Linked DNA regions of Mus musculus: all the other regions are linked to region 4. The links are chromatin contacts, called in public ChIA-PET, Hi-C and HiChIP or PLAC-seq maps. All regions are on one chromosome and are shown on one strand. The core of a region is the stretch at or near the end of the contact, and the rest is flanking DNA. Distances in the headings are between cores, read along the strand shown.

Region 1 (6,614 bases), core at 1,840-4,339, 450 kb after region 4:
AATGTTCTCAGAGTGTAGAGAATGAGAGATTTTGCAAGTGGTAGAGACAATGGGTGCTCTATTTAAACAACTGTGCTGTTCATTATTTTTGTTGTTGTTGTTGTTTAACAAAATCATAAAAATGTCAGCAACCAGAATTGCTGGCCTTTCCTCTTCATTTGATGTAGGTCCAGGTGATGGAGGTAGGCAAGCTCTATGTTCGCCTGTCATCCTGTTTCACTGGAGGAGGCTAAGCAGGAAGGAAAGGAACTGTGTGCCTAGCTAGAGTCACAGAGCACATGCACTGTATCCTGGCACTGATCTATCTCAACTGCCTGACCATTCTTACCAGGATAATACTAAGAAGATGCATTCTGCTCTTTGTGGTCAATAAAGGTCAACATGAGGTAGATGTTGAATCTACACTGAACCCAGAACCACCTGCAACTCCAGCTTCAGGGAGTCTGACACCTGCTTCTGCACACACACACACACACACACACACACACACACACACACACATATATACTTGTGGACAAGCAAAATTTCAAAGAGAAAGATGATCACATAGACTACAGTGAAAAGTACCTTTATATATTTGCATACATATGTTTGTTCACAGAGTTCAGGACATTTCAACCAAGAATTCCAATACTATAAAAAACAGAGTTGAGTTTCAGTGTGCAGATAGATGGCTGGTTCTTTGTTATTTGCCAAGGCAGTGTGTTGGGATGACTAATAGGAGAATGAATTACCAGACTAATTTGTCCATATGATGGGTTATTTTGCAGCCAGAACTCTTCAAAGCATAAGAAAGTGCTCACAGTACCTGTTTTTCCTCTACAGTGTTAGGGAGAAAAAAAGTAAGAAATAAAATTGAATATTTGATAATTTGCCAAATAGTAAAATATAGTTGACTATTTTCTGGCTTGGGAATTGCATGGGTTCTTCCTCATATTTCCCCTTTCATAGGTTTCAAGTTCTCTACAATAAATACTGGGGGCACTGTTTAAAGGAAGGCCTCCTCTCATGGCTCCTCATCTCAGAGCTAGTGCTCCAGCCTGATGACCCAAGAATTGAGTGTGAAGCTCATCCCATGCCCTCCCCAGGAAAGCCTGGCCTCCATGTTCCCTTGTTACCCCACAACCACCTTATTAATGTATACAAGATAAAATTTACATGTATTTATGTGTACCATGTGATACACACACATATATACACACATACATACATATAACTTAACTTAAACAGTTACTGGGTTTTGTAACAAAAACATTTAGGATCTGATTTAACCTGGCTGTGGTACTGCAGTATTCTATAAAATGAGACCTGCTTTAAGCATACATATTAAGTAAAGGCATCAGAGTGTACAACAAATTTCTAAAGCTTGCTCATCCTATCTAACTGAAACCTTTCTTTGCTTGCATCCCATTGTTTCCAAACCAAACTCTATCAGCTGCTGCTGATCCACATTGTACACTCTGCGACTCTGAGTTGTGCCTATCCATATACAAGGTATTCATGCAGTGCATGTCTTCTCATGTGCTTGACATATGTACAGAGTATGTATGTGCTACATATGTACAGCCATGTGATATTTCCTTTACCGGCTAGTGCATCAGTGGATATACGTCGATTCTGAATTTTGCTGTTACAGATAGTGTGCAACAGTGATTGGATCCATCTCTTTCACACAGAGACCTCACTTCCTCTAGATACATACCCAGAAGCAGAATTGTCAGGTCATATCATAGGTCTTTTTATAATTATTGGAGGACTCCCCATAAAACTTTCCATCATGGATATGCTAATTTGCATCCAACAGAGTACAAGGATTTCCTTTTTCAACACCCTCAGTAGCACTGACTATCATTCCTCTTTTTAAGAAAACCATTTTAATAATGTAAGGTGCTGCTGAGTACCTATATATGGCTTTTTTTTTTTTTTGCATTTTTCTTTTTAATGTCTATCCAGGTCCTTCACAGCTTATATTTAAAGTCTTATTTATCTCTTGCTACTGAGTTGTTAAATGAGTGCCTTGTTTGCTTGCGTGTTGACGTGCAGCCCTTGTATTCTCCCATGCCCGCAGCAACCCTGATCTGCGCAGGACAGAGCCAGTCCTGGAGAGTTCCCTGCAGCGGACAAGCAGTGGCAGTTCCTCCAGCTCCAGCACTCCCAGCTCCCAGCCCAGCTCCCAAGGAGGCTCTCAACCTGGCTCCCAAGCAGGATCTAGTGAGCGGTCCAGAGTGCGGGGTAAAGTACTCCATTCTATCACACCCGGGAGGAAAGCCGGAGCAGAAAGACGGTTACTGTCTGACTCTGGCAGCAGGGTGGCCACTGGTAGATGATACTGAAAATTATCTGCTGGCTCGTGCTTGTGTCTCCTGAGGGACTGGACTACCATCCCTAATTGTGCATGTGACATCAGAGTGTGACCACCCATCCTATATATCTATCTAAAATTTCAATTTCCAGACAAATCTCCATGTAGTGGCCTTACTACCAAATATTTGTGACTGCAAAATATTGGGAACCATCCAGTTTCCCAAATGTCCATTTCTGTTCGATTCCTCATTTTCAATCTCACGTGCCCCACTGTCTTGTTTCCATGGCACCAGACACCCCTTCCAGGGTCCTAGTATGTTTTATAATCTTAGGTATTTCTCAAGATGAAATTCCCTAAAAACCATTTTAAAATAAGTACATAAGAGAGAAAGAAATACCTTCGCCTTAAAGACACATGTTCAACTCTTCTGGATGTTCCTACTAGATAAGCAAAATATATAGCCTCATATTTAATTCAAAGCATTCTGCATCGCTCAGTTTTCAGTAATGAAAAAAGCCCATGGAAAGACTATAGTATAATTAATACCTAGCAAAACACTGTTCTAACGAGTTGAAATTCACTCTTCTGAGTCATCTTCTTCAGAAGATAAATTTGCTCACAGGTAATTAATTCTAGGCTTTCTGAAATACAATTTGATACATATTAATGATAAGCCACTCTTCCTGAAGGAAGCCCCTATTTCCTCCATGGCCCCTTGAGTAGGCACAACCACAATTTACCTCCTCTATTAATCATTTACATTTCAGTTAAGTAAAACCTCGGTATATGCAACTTTCTTAAGCTTGAGGTTTAACATGTGACACCCATGACTGAGCATTGAGACTTAGATTGTCCCACAGCTGACTTGCTGTTCCTGACATGGGTGGCCTGTCTCTGAGTGCTAGGTGTCTCTGGGACACTGACCCAGACAACTGCCGTTCCCTCAACTTTTTTTTTTTTTAATGTTCATGGAGTTTTTGTAAAGAAGATCAGTGTTACCCATACCACTTTAATTCTCTGAGCTAGCTCAGGCTTAATTCTCACATGCTTTCCTGCATTCCCTACTTCTGATTACAACTCATCTCTGCCTGGGGATTCAAGCCAAACAAGAAACCCTCAGCTTTCCGACTGCTCTACCTATGCCCTAAGTACCACAGCGCCTCTGTGGCTGCAGGCCACCTCCCTCACCCTTGCTCCACACCCATTTTCTTGGGCCTTTATAATCGGCACCTCCCTGATCCCGCATCACTCTTTCTTCCTTAAAGGTCTCAGATCACGTCTCAGATCTCCTTTTAAGACTCATGCCGTCAAATAAAACTCTTTTATTCCTCATAAACTTCAATCAGAATAGTCTGTTCTGGTGAATAGAAGATAAAAGAAGAAAACAAGGCTAGAATTTTAATTTAGAAGCTCATTTGAAATAATGATTAAGAGGATATTCAAAATTCAGAAGGATTCCCAACTAAGTCCATCACTTCACGGCTACGTGTGTCATTCTTCGGGTCTGTACTCATCAGGAGATTAAGAACATGGAGCCATAGTACTATGTGGGAGCAAGGATGAATGGCAGTGATTGACAGAATAAGCGTTTGGTGTTGTGCCTAAGACACAGTAAGCTCTTGGTAAACGGTAGTGACAAGTACAGTGCTTGCTGAAGAGTCTCAGTTTTACTGTTGACTTCTCGGTGGCAGGCCTACATTGTCGACCTCTGTTTTCTGAGCATTTATTATTTTTCCATGGATACATATAGGTTTGCCTCGTGAGTTGGCTTTCCTTAGTCACTCCCTCAGAATGCGAGACAGGCTTTTCTAATAGCTGTGTTCCTGTTCTCTCCTCTAGCCAACAGTAAGTCCGAAGGATCACCCGTGCTCCCCCATGAGCCTTCCAAGGTGAAACCAGAAGAATCCAGAGACATCACACGGCCCAGTCGGCCAGCTGTGAGTGCTTTTCTTTCTACGGATTTGGAACTCTTCCTTTACCTGGGGATCCCAGGATGATGTAGTTAGGGTTGCCTTTATGACTCAAAGCAAAAGTTGGGAGATGAATAAGAGCACTGTGTGCTAAACACATCTAGAAGACAGTCATGCATGACGAGGAAGGTACGGAGTGGATTTTAGGCTGCTTCCTCTGCTCTGAGGGCTTTTGTTGCTCATCACCATTCTAGGAAGAAGGAAAGAAATTAGCTCACACCATCGCACAATATTTGCTCATTACTTTGACAAGAAAAGATGTTAAAAGTAGCAGTTAGGAAACCTGGGCTGTTCCTATGAGTTGCTTCATCCAGACTCCACACTGGCTTTCATATGGACTATAATTACAGTCTTCTGCTCCTTGTCATGTTTTATGGACTATCTTTTCTGGACCAAAACGTAATAAGTATGTGTGACACAGAACCTGGCAACTTGACATTCCAGCTTCATTGCTTGAAAATGAAGGACCCAAGTGTATAAACGGAGGGTTTTAGCATCAAATGTATAAGCCAAGGACAGGACAGCTCCAAGTTATGGTTGAGGGGAAGGTTTTCATTGTAGCTAAGAGAATAGAATTGCCAGAGGCATCTGGAAGCGTCCAAAGCAGAAAGAGGAAACAGTAATGGCCAGAAGACTGGACTAGGTCATGAAAGGAGGGCAAGGGAGAAAGGAGACCAAGAGAGAGGGGCAAGAGAGGGGAAGACAAAAGAGCACACAGCTGAAAAGATGGGGTTATATGGGAATGAGAAGGAGGGGATGAGAAGACCATGGGTTGGAGCAGTTTAGGATAGCCACAGGTAGTTGTAAGACTAAGGGAGCTTGGAGGACAGCATGCCCTTCAGTATGCTAACAGACATCATGGATAGCTATTTGTCCCTTCTGACAGTGGTGAGGATATGGGTACTTTGGTGGGGGTGCCACAGTTTAGGGGTGTGGAGTTTCCTTTGGGCCCAACACCAAGTAGATTTAAAGAAAGAAAGGATCTGGGCTAAGGATGTAGTTCAGTTGGTTAAGTGCTCATTCTGCCCACCTGAAGCCCTGGATTCGGTGCCCAGCAGCACATAAGACAGACATGACGGTATATACCACAAGTTTAAAGTCATCTTTGGGTGAATAATAAGTTCAAAGCCAATCTAGGATACATGAAAAATTGTCTCAAGTAGATAGATAAATGATAGATACGTTAGATAAATGATAGATAAATACCTAGATGAGATAAATAGATAGATAGATAGATAGATAGATAGATGAAAGAAATGCTCACAGTCATCTATTGGATGGAACACAGGGCCCCCAATGGAGGAGCTAGAGAAAGTACCCAAGGAGCTAAAGGGGTGCGCAACCCTATAGGTGGAACAACAATATGAACTAACCAGTACCCCCCAGAGCTCGTGTTTCTAGCTGCATATGTATCAGAAGATGGCCTAGTCGGCCCTCAGTGGAAAGAGAGGCCCATTGGTTGTGCAAACTTTATATGCCTCAGTAGAGGGGAACGCCAGGGCCAAGAAGTGGGAGTGGGTGGGGGAGGGTATGGGGGACTTTCGGGATAGCATTTGAAATGTAAATGAAGAAAATAACTAATTAAAAAAGAGAGCTAAATAAAAAAGAAAGAAAGAGAGAAAGAAAGAGAGAGAGAGAGAGAGAGAGAGGAAGGAAGGAAGGAAGGAAGGAAGGAAGGAAGGAAGGAAGGGGAAGGAAAGGGAAGGAAAGGAAAGGAAAGGAAAGGAAAGGAAAGGAAAGGAAAGGAAAGGAAAGGAAAGGAAAGGAAAGGAAAGGAAAGGAAAGTGCAGGCTGGCTGAAACTTAAACTTGGTTTAAGTTTCTTAGATGCTGTCCTGTGAATGAATGACTCTCAACTACTAGTTTTTGCATCTTAAAGTTGGGGAATTGCTAAGAAATAACAAAGGGGATTTGTATCATTCTGGCCTGAGCTTTTCTTTGCTTGTCTGTCTGTATCAGTTTTCTAATAACAATGCCAATTTTGTGTCTAACCTGCTTCTTTTCTTCTGGCTTTTCCCTGACTGTGGATTCTTCTGAATTGGGTTCCTCTTGCCACAGAGCTATAAGAAAGCTATAGATGAGGTTAGTACTGCCATTTCTTGGTCATGCTTTCATAAGATGTGAATATTGAACTTATTTCCTGTTGTTGACATTCAGAGAGGAAGCCAGTGGTATCATGGGGAAAAGTCCTTTTATACACACCCTTGTTTGGGAGAGGAGGGCTCCTTCAATAGAATCCAGCCTGAGACCCTCAGATCTACCCATAAAAAGCCCCAGAGTCCTTCACTAAGCAAAAATATTGCTTTCCTAGTGTCCCAACTGGACAAAACACAGACATCA
Region 2 (6,500 bases), core at 335-2,834, 350 kb after region 4:
AATAAATGATGTTTTTGTTTCAAATAACTCTCAATGGCTAACCCTATAAAATGGATGGAATCTACATCACATGAAATTGCTATTTACCTTAAATATATGTACTAAAAATAATTTCTGGCTGTTTATCCTATCTTTAATAAATATGCTGAAAATATTGTGTAAATATCTAAAAAAAAAAAAAAAAAAATGAGCCTTTCCCCTTGAAAAGAAACTCATTTCCATCACTGGTTGTTGCTTTTATGAGTAGAGAACTTCCTTTGTAGACATACACTAAGTCACTGTCCTAGGGAAACAAATGAATCTCATTACTTGAGAGCAGAAATCCAAGAAGGTGGGACTTTGTAAGTGTGGGAGTCTAAAATGGTCAGGAGAACGGCTCTGAGCAGAGGCTGCTGCCTTGCCCTTAGTGCAGGATTTATGAACTGGGGTGGGGGGTGGGGCTGCTGACAAGATGGAAAACCTAATTTTTTTTGTAATCCCAAGAACTTTCATTTAAATTGTTTACACTGGTTTTTGCCTTAACAAAAGAATGACTTTGTCTGTATTCAAAACTGATTGTGAAGCTCCTGGCTCTCGGTTTAGATTAACATTGACCTAAGGTTCTTGTCCACACCTTGCTTCTCAGGACCTTCGGCTGTCAAGGTACTCTACCGTGAATTTGCAAAGCCTATGATTTTTAGCTTTGTTCTGGTTTTTGTTTTTTTCTGTTTGTGGTGGGGAGCACTGAGTGTGTATGAGTGTGTGTCCATCTACATATGACCATCCATGCAGAAGCCAGAGGAAGGCATTAGCTATCTTCCTCAGTCTACTTTCCACATTATATTTTAAAGACAAAGTCTATTCTCCAGACTCAATGCTCCTTTTGATGAAGATGCCTGACTTGTGGTTACCCATGATCCACCTATCTGACTGTGACCCAATGCTTGGATTATATTGTTACATGCAGCCTAAGGTCTACATGGGTGTTAGGTATTTGAAGTCATATCCTCTTGCCTGCTTGTCAAGTGCCATTATTGAAAAGTGAGACATTTCCCCAGCCTGACTTTCCCTACCTTTAACCTGGCTAAAACCTTACTCCTAATTCCTATTTTTTTTTCTGTTTGAGTTTAATATTTTGAGATGCAGAATTATACATACTTACTATTTCTGTGTATGCATGTGCATTTGTGTGTGGGTATGTGTTTGTGTGTATGTGTAAAAACGTATGTATTTATGGTGGGGTATATGTGGAGGCCAGAGGACAATTCCAAGAATTATTCCACAAGACCCATACAGCTTAAGTTTTGAGACAAGACCACTCATTGGCCTAAAGCTTGCTCATTACGTTAGGCTGGCTGGCCAGCGAGTCCCAGGGATCTGCCTGTCTCTGGTCCTCCAGTATCCCCTGCCTGTGTATTTCTGTGGGAGCCAGGGATCTGGTTCCTTGTGCTTGCAGGGCAAGCACTTCACTGGCTGGGCTGTTATCACAGCCTATGTTTCTTCTCCCCTTTAGGTTAATTCCTTTGTTGGAATCTGTGGAGCTCATATGTATGTGATGAGTCACTCCTGCTAAGGAAATTACCCAGGAGTTCGCACATAGCTGCTTGTGAAATGGATGCTGTCACACTGGCTCTGCTTGGACATGGATGACTGATAGCCCATGATCTTGGTCTGTAGGCAGGCTTTGCTTGCTAAAAATACCAGTTGGCTCGGATTATTCAAAATGCCTTTGTTACTAGCAGAGCAAAAGCCTGCCCGCAACCTCGTGGACAGCGTGGGGGACACTTGGCAGTCCTTTTATCTTTGCATAACTTATACTTTGTTTGAGAATTCTCCAGTCTAAAAATAAAAATTAATTTTTTTTCTTTTTAAACCTCAATACATGCTCATTTAAAGTTGAATATGCAAGGCTGTTCAGTTTGCTTTTGTGTTTCTGTATGGAGGCATTTCCTATTGTGAGATTTAAACGACCCCTGGCAAATGAAGCAACTTCTTTCAAAGCTGCTGAATTTTGAGTTTGGTTCACACCTTCATAAATCATGCAGATGGGATCTGTGGCTCTTCCCAACCACACAAGATAAAAATACCACGTTCCTCCCGGAGCTTTCTAAACCTCCAAGGTCACTAGGCTGATTTTTTACAGGGCTGGGATTTCTTGGAAGTTGCTTCTAAACTTTTCTTAGTCTCTTCAGAGGTTTGGTTCATCCTAGGGAGAACTCAACCCCTTGATCCTGTTCCCAGCCCTGCTGCCTGACCCTCTCTTTCCCACTAAAGAGAAAGGATCCACTTATTGTCACTTATTCTTGTGGGTGACTGACTGGCATCATCTTAGAAGGACAGGCTCCTGTCCAGACATTCTGACTTAGGACCTACAACATTAAAATGCCATCTTGAGACTTTGTTCCTTTCTATAGGAACTTAGAGCTGATTAACTAACGAGTGACTGAATTCTCTCGGGATCTGGAAAATTATCTCAGAATTGACCTTCAGAAGTCACTGAGGTTGTAAAATGAAGTGGTTGGACTTCATGGTTCTCTGCCAAGACCTATGCTCTGTGCCATGTGAAGAAGACTGAAATCAGGGCTGACTCCATGCTTCTGTCATATCTAGGAGAGGTGGAGAATAAAGCACATTCTTGGCAAAAGTTATACACGTGTGTGTTTGCATATGTGTGCATGTGTGAATACATATGTGTATATGCATGTGCATATGTGTTTGTATACATGCCTGTGTATGTGTGCATGAGAGGGGGGAGAGAGAGATGTTGGAACTAGAGCTTCTCATAAACTCCATTACTAAGTAATATTTCTACCTCAACACTGCAAAGAAACAATATTGTGTTTCATAGTAATAGACAACTGGCAAAAATCTATAGCAATCAACCATGTGAATTGCGAAATGTGTCAGGACTCAGTTCTTAGAAAACAACCTTTTTTACTTAGACAGACATAGTTATTCAAGTAATCCAAGCATTTATTTTTATAATCTATTCACATTATACCATGCTCTTTTTAGAATCCATCCTTCAGGCCCCAAGCCAGTCCCCATCTGCTTAAGCACACTTCTCTCACCGAATTCAATTTAGCCTCCTTTCTTTCTTCCCAAGTGGTAGGAATAGTTTCTGACCCAGTTGTTCAGAGGATACTGATGATTTTTAAATCTCTGATTTCTTTCAGTATCCTGTCTGACACTTCCATTACTGCCTCCTTCCTTGGAACAACACGTTGTCTGGAGGGTAGACTGTCTCTTTGTTTTGTGGTACAAACTTGAGCAAAATGACTTGGCACTGTTTCATCAGAGGCCCTAGAAGCACCTATGCCCATTGCCTTTCAAGCTCCTTCTGCCCGGTGACATTACCACGCAATTGAACATGACCTCTAGGACAGAGTGGTCATGCTAAGAGGCAGTCAGCTATATATATTTGAGGGTTCTGGTTACTGGCAGCTTTCCATTTGTTAGTGAAACTAACGTTCACATCAGGTCTGTATGTCTATGGTTTATATATATGCATGTTCTTTTTTTGTGCAATGTACCTGCATATGTGTGTGTGTTAGCACTCGTATGCTGGATGTTAACCTCTGGTGTTTTCCTCAGGAGCTATCCATGTGTGTGTGTGTGTGTGTGTGTGTGTGTGTGTGTGTGTCTGAATGTCTGTGTGTGTGTGTGTGTCTGTGTGTGTGTGTGTGTGTCGTCTGTGTGTGTGTGTGTAAAGGTTGGGGCATCTCTTATTCTAACCAGTTAGGTTGCCAATTAGGTTACACTATTGAGCTGACAAGCTCTGGAGATCTTCCTGTCTCTGCCTGCCCAGTACTGCTCTCACAAGTACAGGTTGCATACCCAGTTTTATCTGGGTGCTGTGTGTGGAACTCAGGTCCTTGTATTTGCATGACAAACACTTCAAACCCTGAGCCATCTTCCTGGTCCCCGATGCTTATTCATAGCAATTTAACCAGAGTGGAGATGGGATAGTCCTGGCTAGGGAACATGTCTATGGCGGTTATCATTTAGTGTCAACTTGATAGGATCTTGTTGACAGAATATTGTATGTCTGTATGGATATGACCCCTGCTAAGAAAAATATGATGGCCTATAGCTTAGGCAAGAAATAGGAGGTGGGATATCAGGAGGCAGAAAGGATTCTGGGATACTGCCCAGTGGGAGATTTACCCTGAAAGATGTGAGGACGAGACAGATGCATGGTATCTGAACACATGTAACCAGCCACATGGTAGAATGTAGACTAGAATAAATGGGTTATTTTAAGTTATGGTCTAGTCAGAGAAAAGCCTAGCTGTATGGCCAATTGACATTTTGAGACTCTTATTTCTGGAAGCATGGGACTGGAAGGAAAAAACAGACCAAATGTTAATAGGATCTAGAATCACCCAAGAGCAAATCCTCTGGCCAAGTCAGTGATGTACTATCGAGACTAGGCTAGCCTCTGGCTATGTTTGTGAAGGGTTATCTTGATTAAGTTCCTTGATATAAAAGACTTATCCACTATGGTGAGACAATTCCATGAGCTGGGGTCCCAGAGTGAACAAAAGGCAGAAATCTAGCGGAACAAAAGCCTTCATCTTCCTCTGCTTCCTCACTATGGATACAATGTAACCAGCTGCTCCGATCTTCTCACACTTCGCCTTACTCACTGTGATAGGCTATGGCTTTGAACTGTAAGACAACACGCTTTTGTAACAGGTCATGTAACTAATGCAGTGTCTAGGTCACAAAGTTACTAAGATGATGTTTTTTATGCCTTAATGAGTATTCACTCTGGGTAAGGCCAAAGACAATAAAAAGAAAACTGAGATGAGAGTCATGCAAAAGATTTTTGTTTACTTTTTGTTTTGTTTGTAAATCAGCAAGCTGTTAAGTGCCCAGCATATTAAGTTCTAAATAAGTGCTGATGTATCTTGTTGACTTAGTGTAAACTCTGAGGAAGCTGTCTTTCCTGGGAGATACTAATGATCCATTGCATCCTCCATGTGAGATCCTGACTTGCCTCACTTAGTCAGGCTTGGCATGTTGAGCCCTATGTCTGTTTATTAATGAGATGGGGCTACTTATGGGGAGGGAAGGTCCCTGCTGCGTGGTGGAAGTAATTATCAGTGTTGCTGTGTGGCTGTAGGAACTCATTGCTGGCAAGTTCTGGTTTCTTTCAGTTTCTTTCTTTCCTTCTTTAGAGTCCCATTACATAATTTAACAATCATTTTGTTCCTCAGTGAGATGAAAAGAATGGAGCGGCCCTCAGCTGCAGCTGAATAGAGAAACAAGATTATAGAAATCACTAACATTAGTGCCTGCCTAGAGCTGGAGTGTTTCCTATTGAATATTTGAAAGTATTTTGTCCAATCTAATTTTGAAAGACTGGAGTTGCTGGCTTCCACTGCTCTCTTTGGGGACGGCAATTATGTGGCCTAATAGGACCCAATGGTAGGACATTTTCTCCCAATGACTTGAGAACTGTTGATGCATCCCTGGGAGGTCTTGACACTATGTCTTTTCCAAAATGTGATTGGGAGAAAGGACATAGACATGCTTGGGAAGATGCTTTGATCATGTGTCCCAGAATGGTTTTGGTCCATCCTCTGGCACCAACCGAAGCATGATTCTCTACATAATGTTGCTTCCAGGTACACCAGAGTGGAGCCATGTGAGAAGCACTCATGTGCTCAATCTAGCACCAGGCAGCCTCCCACCAGTGTCTAATCCCTGCCGCCCACACTATCCTCTGCTTTCCCGACTGGAGCATTGAAACAAATGCAACATTTTTTAAAATTCTGCTAAAATACATATAGTATTAGATGGCTTCAGTTTTAGCTACTTCTAAAATAGCAATTGAGAGGCAACAGAGTATGCATTGTACTGTTCAAAGCACCCCTACTCCCTAGCTCCAAAATTATTCATCGCCATCCACCATCCACCACTCCCTCCTGCTCCACATGCTCCATTTCCCAGAAGACTTTGAGCGTGTATTCCATTGCTAGAAAGTCTTCTAGCTTATCTGTTTCATGGGAATGGAATTAGATATTACATGGCCAATTATGTCTCTTCTCCTTTCATTTAGCATAATGTCCTCACAATCCATCTATGTGGTATCAGTTATTTATTGCCATGGCTGAGTCATAGTCTATTGTGTGGTCATACCACAGTTTGATTAATCTACGTGTTCACTTGTAGATGAAATTTTGGTTCCCAAACTTTTGTCTTCTGTAAGAACTGCTGCTATGAATACTCTTATTATGGCTGTTGTGAAACATCAATTTTCGATACTATTTGTTAAAATCTTCAAGGAAAACAACTGAGTTTTATGTTGACTTCATCTTTAATTTGCTGAAGAATTCACAATCTACAGTTCCTGCATGGTGTTGTATAGCAATGTATGAGAGTACCAGTTGATCAACATTTTTTATACTCATATTTGAGGGTGCTGTGACACCTCCTTGTGGTTTTGACTCATATTTTTCTCATGACTTATGACATCATCAGCATCATGTAGTGCCATTACTGGTCTCTGCATA
Region 3 (7,033 bases), core at 4,474-6,973, 300 kb after region 4:
CTACTATGTGTCATCATCTGGCATGATAATGACCTTCATTAGTTTGTTCAACATGTTTAAATTTCATTAACAGAGAGACTTTACCTGCCTCACCCATTGGTCTAGCCTGACATTTTAGATAATCACCTATTAGATAGATGTTGATTGAGGGTGTGAGTCATACTTTAAATGAATAACACTGGGAGTTAAAATTGATTACCTTGGAATTTGACATGGTTATCTGCCATGATGTTGGCAAAAATGATACTTATCCACTGATCCAACCAAGCAACATTTCTTCATTACTCATCACGATTTCTCCTTAGGGCTGAGGCTCCTGTTTGAAAATCAGCTGACAAACATATAAATAAGTAAGTATTCAAAAGTCACCATCAGGGTTAGCATCCTAAGGACTTGTCTATTGAATGAGAAGCTTAGGCTGGGATGTGAAAAATGTATGACTGTTTCCACATACCTGCTTTCATAGACTACCCTGCCCTAATGTTTTTACTTTATGATTTTATGACGGCTATACGTCATCATCTGGAATAATAATGACTTTATTTGCTTGCTTAACATGTCTAAACTTCATTAAAAGAGATATATGTGGAGGGAGCAATCCTGCCTGGGAATTCGAATGAACCAGGGTGTAAAGATATGACATAGAATAAAGTGAAATTCCATGATGAGAGATCCATAATCATAACGGGTCAAAGAGTAGGCTTTCACAGTTGGAGTCAAGGGAGGGATCCTGGTACCTAAGATGAAACGAGGCCTAAGATGAAGACTCTATGGCGGAGGGGATATATGTGACACTGAAGATTTTGACTTTTATCCATGAAATGTGAAGAACTATTAGGGAGCATTTAAATAGTCAATGTGACTAGCAGAGTTATACTTTAGTGACATCATTAATGAAGATACACTGATTACACAAAGGTAGAGCTACTGGGATTCATAGCTGCTGACAAACTCACAGACGCAGGGACTCCAAAGTCCATTTCTTCAGTTCCTTTAATGAAGCTATTAGACTCTTAAGATTGGAAGCTTTAGAGGATACAAAAGTCACGGTGATTACTAATTTTTAGCTTGACAAAATTAAAATAGTTTTTAACAGCATGGAAGCACTATAAAGTAGGGCGCAGTGGAACCAGGAAGAACTTAGCACCTCAAAGTCTACTGAACTCGTCAAGACAGGAAAAGAGCTGGTAGATATGAAACCTGCGTGGACTCATCCACCATTACAGGTCCAGGAGCAGCCATGCATGGCTTCTGGCCTACACGTGCCTTAGGTTTGAGTCTTCAGAACCACAGTGGGGATATTGACCCCACTAGTGATACTTCACTGAAGTAAATAAGAGGAAAACTGTGGAGAACATGGTACCATGCACAATTCACATGTATCGTCCTACCTGAACTAGTTAGATATTCCCTCACAACATTCCTAGAGGATAACCCAATCTTGTAAGTTCTTCACTGACACTCCACAACAATCTAGATTGTGTCAGGCTGATAATTAAATGTAACTATCACTCTCAGTATTACTTGGATATTCATAATGGTGTATCAGTGTGTCCGATGCAGAACAGGAGGCGAAAAGAGACAACACAAGTATTCAGAACATTGCCATGGCAAGATATGTTCTTATGAAGTGTTGTGGCCTAAGATTCATTTATTTACTTTGAAATAGAATGTTAGGAAACAACTGCCTTTCGAGAGAGAATTTCTAGTTTGTAAATCAGGGTCTTAGGCCAAATTGATCCAATTAAGAAAGGCACTGTAGTATCTAAGCCTCAGGTTCCTATGCCAAATGGGAGGTTCAACTGTCAGTGGTTTCTCCAGTCACCTCTGGCTGAATATTCTGAGTCTCTGAATAAAGTTAGAAAAGATAATGGAACAGACACTATTAAGTGTGGTCTAAGAACATCTTGCTTCAGAGATGGTGTTGTAGTTTCATTTTTTGTAGCTGAGATTAAACATGGGACAAAAAGCAACTTGTAGGAGACCATGTCTACTGAACTTGTAACATTTCCAGGTATAGCCTATTATAGGAAGGAAGTCATAGTGACTTGCTTAGAGCAGATAGTCACATCCATATTCAACACACCACCTGCCTAAGGAATGGTACCACCAGCAGTGGGCTTGGTCTTCTCATATCAATTAATTTAACTAAGAGAATCCAAGACAGTCCTCCCCACAGACATGCCCACAGGCCAACCCAATTTACATAGTCCCTCACAGAGCCTCTCTTCCTGGGGAATTCTAGGTTATACTGAGTTAACAATTGAATCTAATTATCATACAGATGATTCTTCTTGGAGTTTATCTAGCCCTGATTGCTTTTAGGAAAGTTTATGAGAAGTTCTGTTGGTTTTGAGTAGATGGCCCTTGAGTAGAATGCATTTGTACTGATGTTAAATACTCCAATGGTTGTGATGTAATATAATGAGATGAGAAAGTGGAAAATTACTTTGCTCCAGAGTAACTGGGTCATATTAAGAATATGTACTTGTGTTTTCTTAAAATAACTAAGCTTCTATGATTGTGTCCCAAATCAAAACCAAAAAACTTTTAAACAAAAATATCACAAATAAGAAATAAGTTTGTGCGGCCAGGCATGGTGGCGCATGCCTTTAATCCCAGCACTTGGGAGGCAGAGGCAAGCGGATTTCTGAGTTCAAGGCCAGCCTGGTCTACAAAGTGAGTTCCAGAACAGCCAGAGCTACACAGAGAAACCCTGTCTCGGGGAAAAAAAAAGTAAGTTTGTGAACATTAATGGTGTTGGTGCTTGGGGTGACAGAAGGACCTGAGGATAAGCAGGTTAGCCTCTTCAGTCCTGAATAAACATGCCTGTCCCCATTCTCTGAGCTTCTCAGTTCACAAACTCTGGGGAACAAGCACAGAGAGCGTCTGAGGCTCAGAGGGAACGAATATCCAGGATTCGGTGCTCAGTAACTACCAGAGACTTCAGAGCTTTGGGTTCTCTAGCCCAGTGAAGAAACACAAAGCCTGCAGCTTGGCCTCCTGTAGACCCTGGGGTCTACAGTGTCCGTGACAGTAACTTTCAGAATTTAACAATTACATACCTAATTGGCCTTTGAATTGTCATCTTCCCAGGGATGAAAAGATTACCTGGTGGTATAGGCTTGTGATCTTACATACTCAAGAAACTCAGTGAGGCTCTGTTTAATATTAAAAGGTAAAAATGAGGTGCAATATGAGAGATGGTTTTAAAGCATACATGAGGCTCCAGGCTCAGTGTAAGGGGAGAGGGGCAGACTGACAGAAAATTGTGACGGCTGCGATTTAATGGAATTTCAAAGTAAAACTACAGCTGCCTGCCTGCCAAGCTACTTGCCTCCACTGTTGCTCTCGAGCATTGGGTACAGGGCAAATTGGGTAGGACTTGTAATTTTCATTTGTGTCTGGTAAAGATATTTGCTAGAATCTATGATTCTCCATATTCGTTTCTCTCCATAGTCCCTGTCTGTATGCTGTGCATGTATATGTGGGTATTGGTTCCTATAGGAGTCCCTGTCTATGTGGGCCCACATGCACATAAGGTCAACCTTAGTTCTCATTCCATCTCGACTTTAAAAATATATCTCTCTCTCTCTCTCTCCCTCTCTCTCTCTCTCTCTCTCTCACTCACTCACACACACACACACACACACACACACACATACACACAGTGTGTGTGTGTGTGTGTATGCACAAGTATGCATGCATGTACATGCATGCATGCCAGCATGCCAGGATGCATGTGTGGAGGTCAGAAGACAACCTGTGAGAGTTTATTTTCTTCTTCCACAATGGGGATCATCATCAGGTCATCAGGCTTGGTGGCAGTTGCTCTTACCTGCAAAGTTCTCTCACTGGTGCCACCTCATGTTCTGAAACAGGGCCTGTCATTGGCTGGGAGCTAGCCAATTAGGTTAAGCTGGTTGGGTAGTGATCATCATGGACCTGCTTAACTTTGCCTTCCCAAAATTGGAATTCTGATAGAGCGCTACCACGTCTGGCTTTTTCTTTCCCTTCTTCTGTGGATTCTGGGTTCAAACTCTAATCCACATCCTTCTGTAGCTACTGAGCTATCTCCCCAGATCCTCTTTCCTAGTTCTTTATGAAGAAATGTGGGAGACTAATTCCTCACAGCCACAGTACTGACAATGGTGGTGAATACTCCTGCTATATCTGCTGCCTCTACTCTAACCTCAGAGAGCGCTTTGAAGACACTCTTGGCCAGGCCTCACCACCGCAGAGGTGTCTGGGTTTGCCTTAGATTAACTAAAACTGAAGGGGCTGTTCAAGGATGGGAATGAGGGATGGAGAAGATAAAGTTCCTCCGCGCCAGGGGCTTTGCTAATTGCTGCACACTCCAGCATTAAAGTGAGCCATGAACTTCTCCCTACTGTGTCTGTCTCTACCCTTCCCAGAATGTCTTGCATATACTCTGCATGCCTTTGAAAGCAGAAGGAAGGACAGCTGATTGGATCTCAGTAAAGCATGACTCGTCAGCTTTTTAAGTAATCTATTCTTATTGGTCTTAGATTTTTCCTTAAACACCTTATGTAAAATAAACCCCCAGTATCAGAAAAGATTTGAAAACAAAGACAGCAAAATAGCAGCAAGTGTAGTTATTTGGTGAGAAGTTGTCAAGATTATCTTTAAATACTTGGCTTTGGAAAAACATCCAATTTGACCCCTAGGAATTTTGTAAAGTGTTTTACCCACTAAAGACATAGAAGGCAGTTCTATTGAGCTTTCTAAATGGGCTGTGTGAGCCCATTTGTTTAAACCAAACACAAAAGTGTCTTAGGTTTTAATGAATCTAACTGAAATTTTAGCTAAAAACAACTCATTGGAAACCAGATGGCACAGCTACCACTGTGAGCCAAGTTTAACTCTCTTGTTTTCTGAAGTGTGGATCCATTTAGCTCCATAGAACTCATAGTACAAAGAGGCCATTAATTCTGCAAGCCCCTGTACCATAGTCTATCTCTCTATCTCTCCCTCCCTCCCTCATTCTCTTCCTTTCCCTCTCTGTTCTTTCTTTACCACCTCCTACACATACACACACTTCTCTATAAGCACATGGCCACTCAATTTGAGGACCATAAGCTGTGTATATATGGTCACTAACATAGATCACCATGACACATTCCAAAGGAGAAATCAACCTCAAATGGCAAGTTTTTGTCAGTGTGCCCACGTGTGGCTGTGTAAATTACTTTTTTTCTAGGGAGAGAGAACATCCAAGCTCCTAAACCATCTAATGAGAAAACAGAGGTAATTATTAACTCATAATGAGATTGTGATCATTTCATTGATTGTTTTTACATGAAACCATACCAGGGAGATAGGCAAGTCTCTCAGAGTTCCCAAGAAAGTCCAGAGAACAGAAAGAGAAATCCTGAGAACCAGGCTGAATCAGCAGAAGGGCACATGTCTAGGCATGGATTCCCTAGGAAAAAAAAAAAAGTGGAGAGAAGCCATAAATGGGCCTGAGGTGGAAGGAGTTCCTTTGAAATCTGTTGTAACTTGGCACTTGGCTGACCCCAGCCAAGAGAAGCCTAGACTTGGCTCACCTTTAATGGTGTCATAGATAGCTTGTGCGGTTGCTATAGGTAGTTATTTTGAATCCAGGTTTCCTGTTGGCTCAGCTTCCTTTGATGGACAGGGGGCCTTGGAAATAGGTGAGGGGAGTCAGAAACCAGCCAGAGGGCTCCACACGTGAGTCATCTTCCTGTGTCTGAGAACAACACTATTGCCGCTTCCTCTCTGACAGCTGCTCCTGTCAGTAAGAACATCATTCGTGAGCCAGACTGGTCTTTAAGGGATCCTTATTTATTGGTGCTGAAGGTTTCTGGATTGTTCATTTTCTTTGTTTTGTTTCTCCACAGTTCTCAATAAAATATTAATCACAAAAGATTTTTTAGAATCACTTCTAGTTTCCCAAGGACACTAAGAGTTATACCCACCAAACCTTGGTTCAGCTATATTTTATTGCCCACGTGGCTTCCTGGAGACAGCACATATGCTTTTCATTTTGCTGCCATTATTCTTCATGAGATTACAAAAATATCAATCATGGCTGTGCTTAAAAGAAAAAAAAAAGGAAGACAATAGCGGAAGAATATGCTTGGAATATAAGCATAAGGGAAACGCATTCATCTGTGGTGTCCAGGGACAGTCTGAGTACAGGAACCCAAACAGGCTCACTTCCCTTGGGAATCAGATTCATCAGCCATGGAACCAGAACTGGAGCCATTGCTTGTGGTTGTCAGAGATGTTTGGAGGTATCCCCTCAGCAGTCTATAGTCTGGGTCCTATCCACCCTGCTGGTGTAACGTGATGAGCCTAGGTTAGGATGGAAGAGTAGCAATGCCTCCATTTCATGGTGCCAGCTCAGCTGCTGCTTAAATGGGTGGCAAAGATGAAGGAAGAGTTAATGCCTCCAGAGAGGGTGACACAGCCAGTTGGTATCCCTGGAGATTCCCAGCTATTGGAAACCTTAGCTGGACATTTTGTAAGTGGAATGGGTACTGGCATATGTGCCATGTCTAGCATGCCCCAATTGCCATCTGAATGTTCTTCTCCATTCCAGGTAGTCAGCTCAAGGTCGGTGTTGTGATAAATAGAAGCACAGTTAACAGAGGGCTCCTGCAACAAGGATATTAACCATTGTATGAACATCTGACACACAGATGCTCTCCCAACTCCTATCAGGGAAGGATGGTGTTACCATTCCTGGAGGAGATCACTGAGGTTGTTCAAATGCTAATGGTTTTTAAAGGGAGACCTTGAAAGTTTTTAAAATTGTGTATGTGGTTAGGTGTAACTCTGTGTGACTATACACACACACACACACACACACACACATACATGAAAAAAGAAAGAAAAATACCCAACTGTGTGGTGTGGTGTGTGTGTGTGTGTGTGTGTGTGTGTGTGTGTGTGTATGTGCGTGTGTGATGTGGCGTGCAAATGAAGGCCACAGGTCAACCTTGGGTGCTGTTCTTCACGTACTGTCTACCTTGTTTCTTGAGACAGC
Region 4 (6,882 bases), core at 642-3,141:
ACACATGTGTCACAAGACATTAGTCCTATATACTCAAAGAACGCACAAAATATTTCAGCACAGAGAAATGAGAAAAACAGCTATTTCCGCAAATCTTTCCTTTGTTAAAAAATTTTAAAATGTATTACATAAGTTTTCTTTCAACATAACAAATATATCGAAACTAATTTTTTTCTTTTAAAGGTGGCCATGTGGTCCATGCCTATAATCCTAGCCTTCTGAAGGAGGATCAGAGTTCAAGGTCATTTTGGCTACACAGTGAGTCTGAGGCTAATCTGGGCTACATAAGGCCCTGTCTTAAAGAACAAAAGGCCCAAAAGTGATTTAGGGCTTGTGAGAAAGAAATCAGGAGTCTGGAAAAATGGCTCCCTCTGACACATCACACATACTGTGAACACAGAAATGGGATGAAGGAAGGATGAAGGAAGGAAGAAGGGAAAGAAGGGAGAGAAGGGAGGAAGGAAGGGAAGAAAGAAAGAAATGAAGGAGGAAGATAGGGAGGGAGGAAGAGAGGAATGAGAGAGGGAGGAAGGAAGAGGAGAGGGAAGGAGGGAAGAGGGAGGGAGGAATGAAGGAGGGAGGGAGGAAAGGAGAGAGGGAGAGAGGGAGGGAGAAAAGTGTCCTATCAAGGAGGTTTGGGGAAGCCATTCTTCCAGAAGATCAGAATGGAGAGCCCCACCTGCACCCCAGCCCACCTGCTGGGATAGGCCCAGAGGGAGGTGCTGAGGCCTGAGACAGCCAATGAGAGATACTTATTGTCAAGCAACAATCTCCTGTTAGTTTTTTCTGCACCATCAGAATGCAGGGGACCAGGGAAACCCCCGAGAGGGATACCTCTGGGTGCCGCTGTTACAGACAAGGACTTTTAACTATCCTTGAGGTAAACAAAAGGGATCCCTTAGAGAACAGAACACCCTGAGGACCTGGGATGCAGTTCCATTGGTAGGGTGCCTGCCTAGTGTACAAAGCCCCTAGTGGATGAGTCCTAGCACTCCATAGCCTGGACTTGATGCCAAAGGCCTGGAATCCCAGCAGGAGGCAGGAGGATCGGAAGTCCATCTTCATCTATTTAGCAAGTTCCAGGTCAGCCTAATTCCTGGAGATCCTGTTTCAAAAACGGGAGAAGAGAGGGGGATGATATGACCGAGTCTGGCTTTGTGGATGGTCCAGAGGCAGGGCAAGGCCAGAGGAGGAGCTGCTCCTGGGGACAATCCCTAGGCCTGACCCCAGCCTCACTGCTAGCCTTCTGACTGAAGCTCCAGCTCCTCGTCTGTCCAATAGGAGAAGCCATGCAGCCAGCCAGCCAGGCAAGCGGGAGGGTCTGAGGCAGTGGCAGCAGTGGACCAGGTAAACTACATTTCTTAAGTCAGCAATTCTAGCTTTTCTCCGCTCCCCCTGACCCCGCCTTTTGCCCTTCATTTAAAGGAAACATTTCTGAACGTTCCACCAGCTTCTAAAACAACCGACATTTGTTCCCACGTAGATCCCAACTGAAGGAGGGGAGGGAAGGGGGAAGGATGGAGCTGTTTTTCTTTGACTGAAGGTCAGACCCTATACTCCTCTTACCCTCCCTGATTTCCCTCTGACTCATCTTTGGGCCTGAGGCATATCACAAGCTTCCTGTCTCCTTTTCCTTACCTGGAAAAAAAAAGGTTTTATTTCATCGGCTTCCACCTGCCTTTCTGTGCCTACTGTTTTGAGACTGTGTTCTACTTCCTCTAAATTACCTTTTCACGGGGAGTTTTAGTGTTTTCTAGAAGCAGGGAACGGACCAAGTGTTCTTTGAGTGATTCCAGCAGAGAACCGCACCAGAGAGCAGCAGGTCTCAGGCCACGTGATTATCGCCCCCTGGGGGCTGTTGGCAACGTCTAGACATTTTTGGATTATGCAATCACCGGAAGAGGAAGTGTAATAAGCAGAAAAGAGAGCTATTGCCAAATACCTACCATGCATAGGACAGTGCCTGCCACAAGAAACAATATCTGGTTTACACAGCCACTTCCCTTGTCTTCGGATGAATGGAACGCTGCTCTTTCTGCTAACCCGTGACAACGTCTGACTTGGGGAGCCCACAGCAGGAAAACCTCATCCCATTCTCTTCAAGGCTCCCTCCACCATCCCCCCTGCAGCAAACTGAGGGGAAGGGGTATCTGATTTCCAAGCTCGTTTTGCAGGGTGGGGAATTCAAGTTCCCAAGACACAGGCTCAACCTGAGATGGTCCTCCCTATAGGAGTACCTGCCTTCCGCGTCCCTCGTGGATGGTGCGACACCAGACTTATCTGGTTAAAGAGAAATGCTTCCTTGCTGCCTTCTTTGCTGGGGACAAGCCCCAGACAGTTGCACTGGTAAAAACCTCAGGACCAGACCCAAAGCCTCAAGGTCCACAGACAACGATGCTAATAGGTTGGAAATAGGCACAAAAGTCCAAACAGGAAGCTTTCTATCCTCCCCCTGACTCCTCCTCCCTCTGGGTTCAGGTATCTGTTCCTTTCCCTCTTCCGGACACTGTCCCAGCTAGCAGGAAGTTGCCAGGAAAGCGAATCTTACTATGTTCTTTGAGACTGAACGTGCTGATGTTTGTAACGAGCTATGGAGAGAAAATGATTAATCCAAAGTCATGACCACCCCTGGGGGTCTTCGTTGTCCCCAAGGGGCTGACAAACCAGATGGTGACTGAGGTGACCACTTCACTCTCACGGAAGGGTTAGTGTAGGGAAGGAGCCAAACTCACCATGTATGGCTACACAGTGCTCCATGGGGCTCAGTAGACCCTGGTATGCTTTTTTGTCTTTTCTTTCTTTCTTTCTTTCTTTCTTTCTTTCTTTCTTTCTTTCTTTCTTTCTTTCTTTCTTTTGGACAGATGATTATGTTTGTCACTGAGAGTGACCTTGAACTGGTTCTCATACTGCTAGTCTCACAGGGACGTGCCACCTCTCTGCAGAGCTGCTGGTGAAAGCCAGCGCTAGCCCGACACTCCACTGCTCAGCCCGCATCGTCAACCCTGTACAGTACACTGTCACAGCAACCTAAACAGGGTAAGATGGCAAGAAGAAAAAAATGTCACAAAAGCTAAACAAAACCAAACAGAAAATAGGAAGAGTGACATCTCCGTGAGTTTTATTTGTTTGTTTAGTCTAAGTCTCACATGGTCCAGGCTGTCTTGAATTCACTCGGAGAACTGATGGTTGACTTTGAACTTTGGTCCTCTTACCTTCAGCTCAGCAGATGTTGGCATTATCAATCCTTCCTTACCTTCTATCAATTAAAAAGTTCTTATAAATATCATATACATTTCCATATTTCATTTTATGTGCATCTTGGCATACAACCAAGTACTTTCTATGGGTTTCCACGACTGTTCCTCACAACCCTATGCAGTGGTAATTATTATCCAGATATTAATATAAAATAATATGTGAGGAATAATAAATATAACCTGCAATGATTGGAGACTTCGAGGAATTAGTCAGTAGTACAACAGGCAGAGATAGGATTTGATCCTGACGATAGCTGTGATTACAAAGTTACACCATAATGTTTTGTGTTCAGGAAATAAATCTCTGAGCCTCTTTGCTCCAGGCATCTCAAATAATGCCGGTTCAAAGAACAAGAAGAGTGTTCTTGGACTCAGTGGCTTCCTCTGCTGCTTCTGTTCGGCCCCGTAGTTACAAAGGTGGCCACAGGAGACCTGCAGAAGCGGGACTTCACGTTCAGTCCACAGAACAGCCACGTCGTCATTGCTGAGACCAGCGGTTCTCAACCTGTGGGCCTCAGCCCCTTTAGGGGCAAATGACCCTTTCACAGGGGTTGCCTAAGATAATCAGAAAACATAGATACTTACATTTCAATTTATAATAGAAGCAAAACTATAGCAGTGAAGTAGTAATAAAACATTTATAGAGGCAGGCAGATGTCTGAGTTCGAGGCCAGCCTGGTCTACAAAGTGAGTTCCAGGACAGCCAGGGCTATACAAAGAAACCCTGTCTCGAAAAAAAAAATTATGATTGGGGGTCTCCATAACATGAGGAACTATATTAAGTTGTCTCAGCATTAGGAAGGTAGAGAACTGTCATAGACACCCAATAGAGTCTAGTCTTTTCTTTTCCCTCCTCCTTCCCTACCTCTTTGAGACAAAGCTGCCTGCAGCCCAGAATGGCCTGAGAATCACATATAGCCAGGGTAAACTTTAAACCTTTCTTGCCCGTTCCTCTCAAGTCCTGGGATTACAGACATGTGCCACCATACTCAATCTATTCAGTGCTGGGTTACAAATCTTGTCTCCTAGAATCCTAGGGAGGAACTAGGAGCTACTAAGTGAGCTGCCTCTCCAGTCCAGAAATCCAATTTCTTAAAATATCACAGCCTGTGTTATGACAAAGCCTCCAGGTGGTTTTAATGCACTAAAGCTTAAGAATCAGTGACCTGGGAATGTCATTGCCGCGTGGCCATAAGTGTGAAGCAGGGACTGAAAGGGTAGAGGAAGCAATAATTACAACCATTGCAATTGAATCGGAGGCTACTTTTCTTGTTTTTTAACTGCCACTATCTGAGACACCTGGGGCAAAACGGCTCAGTTATTTACTGTACACAGAACGGTGTGAAGGACCTAGGAGAGTCTACATCTAATTAGCTGTGAAACTGCATATTTTGTCTTTGATTTTCAATGGACCCATCTCTGTCGTGTCTGCCCTGTGCCAGGACCCTCCCTGTCTCTCTTCCAGCTCCCATCATCCTCCATACCACATTAACTCTTTGCTTTGATGGTTTCTATTGTGTAGCTTCTGGAACAGACCTCAACTCCTTAAGTTGACATTTAAGAACCCTGAAAATATTGTGCCCTGACTATTTTCTTTCTTTTCCTTTCTTTCTTTCCTTTTCTTTGCTTCCTCTCTTTCTTTCCCTTTCTTTCTTTCTTTCTTTCTTTCTTTCTTTCTTTCTTTCTTTCTTTCTTTCTTTCTTTTCTTCCTTCCTTCCTTCCTTCCTTCCTTCCCTCCCTCCCTCCCTCCCTCCCTCCCTCCCTTCTTTCTTTCTTTCTTTCTTTCTTTCTTTCTTTCTTTTCTTCCTTCCTTCCTTCCTTCCTTCTTTCCTCCTCCTTCCTTCCTTCCTTCCTTCCTTCCTTCTTTTCTCCTCCTTCCTTTCTTTCTTTCTTTCTTTCTTTCTTTCTTTCTTTCTTTCTTTCTTTCTTTCTTTCTTTCTTTCCTCCCTCCTTCCTTCCTTCCTTCCTTCCTTCCTTCCTTCCTTCCCTTCTTTCCATCCTTCCTTCCTTCCTTCCTTCCTTCCTTCTTTCCTCCCCCTTCCTTCCTTTCTTTTTTGATAAGGTGCTTTGGAATTACTTATGTAGCTGAGGGTGACCTTGAACTTCTGAAGCCTCTACTTTCTGGGTGCTGAGATTCCAGGTCTTAACTCCATGTCCAATTGGTGCTTGGGGACTGAAGCCACGACTCTGTGCATGCTGGGTAGGCACTCTCCCACCTGACCGCTAACCCAGCCTTGAGCCTTTCTTATTCTTACCTTTGAGCACCTGAAACCAGATCATTGAGTTTGCCACAGACTCAGTGTTCTCACTCCACCAGTTGTTTATACAGTTTTCTCTAGCGAGGATTACTTCATGCTAGTCCTTCCACATTTACAAAGTCTGCCTCCCATATCATCTGCTTCACAGTCTCTCTTGATCCTTCTAACTACAGATTTGTACAGGATTCGTCTTTAATTATATGCTTGTGAACACGCTTTCTATGTTTCCCTACTAGATTTGGGGAAGACAGATATTTGTCCATTTTTATTGTTGCATTTTTCTATAGAGCTCCACATTGTGATGAAGCTTGATAAATGGTGTGTGTGTGTGTGTGTGTGTGTGTGTGTGTGTGTGTATGTGTGTGTGGTGTTTGCCTGTACATGTTTGTGAGTGCATATATATATATATGCATGTGCACCTGTAAAGGTCAGAGGTTGATTTGGGGTGTCCTTCTCAGTTACTGTCTACCTTGTTTTTTGAGACAGGGTCTTTCACTTATTAGGGCAGACTGACTGGCCTACAAGCCCTAAAAAACCCTCTTGCCTCCTCCTCCTCCTCTCCACTGCCGGGAGAGCAAGCATGTGTTTGCACATGGGAGCTGGAGGTCTGAACTCAGATTCTCATGCATGCAGACAGACATTATACTGAGCCTTCTCACTACCCCTAACATATAGTTGTTGAATTAATGAATACACAAATGCTGTGTGTGCACGCCCACGCACGTGAATGCATGTACACACACAGAGACACACAGACACACATACACACATACACGCAGACGAAAGACTTTCCTTCTCTTGTTTTCCTAAATGTTCCCATCAAAATCAAGGATATTGTTTTTCTCTAACAAATTTCTGTCTATTTAATTCTTCTCAAAACAAGGCCATTGCTATAGTACAAAGTTATCAGCAGCAAGGGCATCAGCCGAACCAGATTAAGTGTTCCCACAGTATCTGCTCCTTCATAGCAATGTAGAAGGAACTTAAACATTGTTGCTAACCTCGGTGAAGAGCAGAACAGAAAGGCGAGGCCGAGGCCAAGCAACTTAAAACAGAACCAACTCTCCAGGGCATGCTCATCCGAGCCCTAATGGTCTCTAGTTAAAATTGCTGGTCTGGCTTACATCCAAAGATGAGGGAGAGAGGGAAAGAGAGAGAGAGGGAGAGAGGGAGAGAGGGGGTGAGGGAGAGAGGGAGAGACAAGGAGGGACGGGGTTTGAGATTCTTCCCAGACAGCGTTAAAGCAGGATTTAGGGAAACACTCTCTGCTTCATCTCAAAACTGTCATTCGTCCGATTTTCCTCACAGGCTAAAAAGAGAAAAGAGGAGCAAGGGACATTGTCAGCCCTCAGCCATCCAGCGCTGAG

What was found. A called contact is a pair of places that touch in the nucleus more often than the background predicts. ChIA-PET counts read pairs in DNA pulled down with a chosen protein or histone mark. HiChIP or PLAC-seq counts read pairs in DNA pulled down with a chosen protein or histone mark.
Region 1: a contact with region 4 is called in a Hi-C map of the HPC-7 cell line, with 2.1 times the contacts expected there. The contact joins two enhancer-like sites. A contact is called at or near these places in 8 of 484 Hi-C or Micro-C datasets (CD4 T cells, the HL-1 cell line, the HPC-7 cell line and 5 more) and 3 of 115 datasets of contacts at active chromatin or transcription factors (acute myeloid leukemia, astrocytes and embryonic stem cells).
Region 2: an H3K27ac HiChIP or PLAC-seq map of trophoblast stem cells shows a contact between it and region 4, with 11 times the contacts expected there. The contact joins two enhancer-like sites. A contact is called at or near these places in 9 of 484 Hi-C or Micro-C datasets (the HPC-5 cell line, cortical neurons, differentiating embryonic stem cells and 6 more), 9 of 115 datasets of contacts at active chromatin or transcription factors (the NIH/3T3 cell line, acute myeloid leukemia, a beta-TC-6 cell line and 6 more) and 4 of 9 other capture datasets (adipose tissue, embryonic stem cells, liver and 1 more).
Region 3: an RNA polymerase II ChIA-PET map of memory CD8 T cells shows a contact between it and region 4, with 5 times the contacts expected there. The contact joins two enhancer-like sites. A contact is called at or near these places in 5 of 484 Hi-C or Micro-C datasets (bone marrow-derived DN3 thymocytes, cerebellar granule neurons, cortical neurons and 2 more) and 3 of 115 datasets of contacts at active chromatin or transcription factors (astrocytes, memory CD8 T cells and neural tube).

Annotation. Positions count from the first base shown.
Region 1 is chr3:28,618,867-28,625,480 of GRCm38.p6, forward strand. It overlaps Tnik (TRAF2 and NCK interacting kinase), which reads left to right. Exons shown (of 33, transcript NM_026910.1): 19 at 2,069-2,232; 20 at 4,145-4,242; 21 at 6,333-6,356. Among named protein-coding and RNA genes, the nearest start is that of Gm52603, 65 kb to the right of the region's middle. Within about 2 kb of position 3,090, at least 2 of the 459 cell types and tissues checked have an H3K27ac peak or open chromatin away from gene starts, as enhancers often do. A contact at or near this core is called in the HPC-7 cell line, where this site is marked.
Region 2 is chr3:28,521,732-28,528,231 of GRCm38.p6, forward strand. All of the region lies in intron 4 of Tnik (TRAF2 and NCK interacting kinase), which reads left to right. Among named protein-coding and RNA genes, the nearest start is that of Mir466q, 110 kb to the left of the region's middle. Within about 2 kb of position 1,585, at least 79 of the 459 cell types and tissues checked have an H3K27ac peak or open chromatin away from gene starts, as enhancers often do. A contact at or near this core is called in neural progenitor cells and trophoblast stem cells, where this site is marked.
Region 3 is chr3:28,462,463-28,469,495 of GRCm38.p6, forward strand. The region is part of intron 2 of Tnik (TRAF2 and NCK interacting kinase); the gene reads left to right. Among named protein-coding and RNA genes, the nearest start is that of Mir466q, 46 kb to the left of the region's middle. Within about 2 kb of position 5,724, at least 52 of the 459 cell types and tissues checked have an H3K27ac peak or open chromatin away from gene starts, as enhancers often do. A contact at or near this core is called in memory CD8 T cells and muscle stem cells, where this site is marked.
Region 4 is chr3:28,169,545-28,176,426 of GRCm38.p6, forward strand. No RefSeq gene overlaps it. Among named protein-coding and RNA genes, the nearest start is that of Gm42196, 3.5 kb to the right of the region's middle. Within about 2 kb of position 1,892, at least 82 of the 459 cell types and tissues checked have an H3K27ac peak or open chromatin away from gene starts, as enhancers often do. A contact at or near this core is called in the HPC-7 cell line, memory CD8 T cells, muscle stem cells and 2 more, where this site is marked.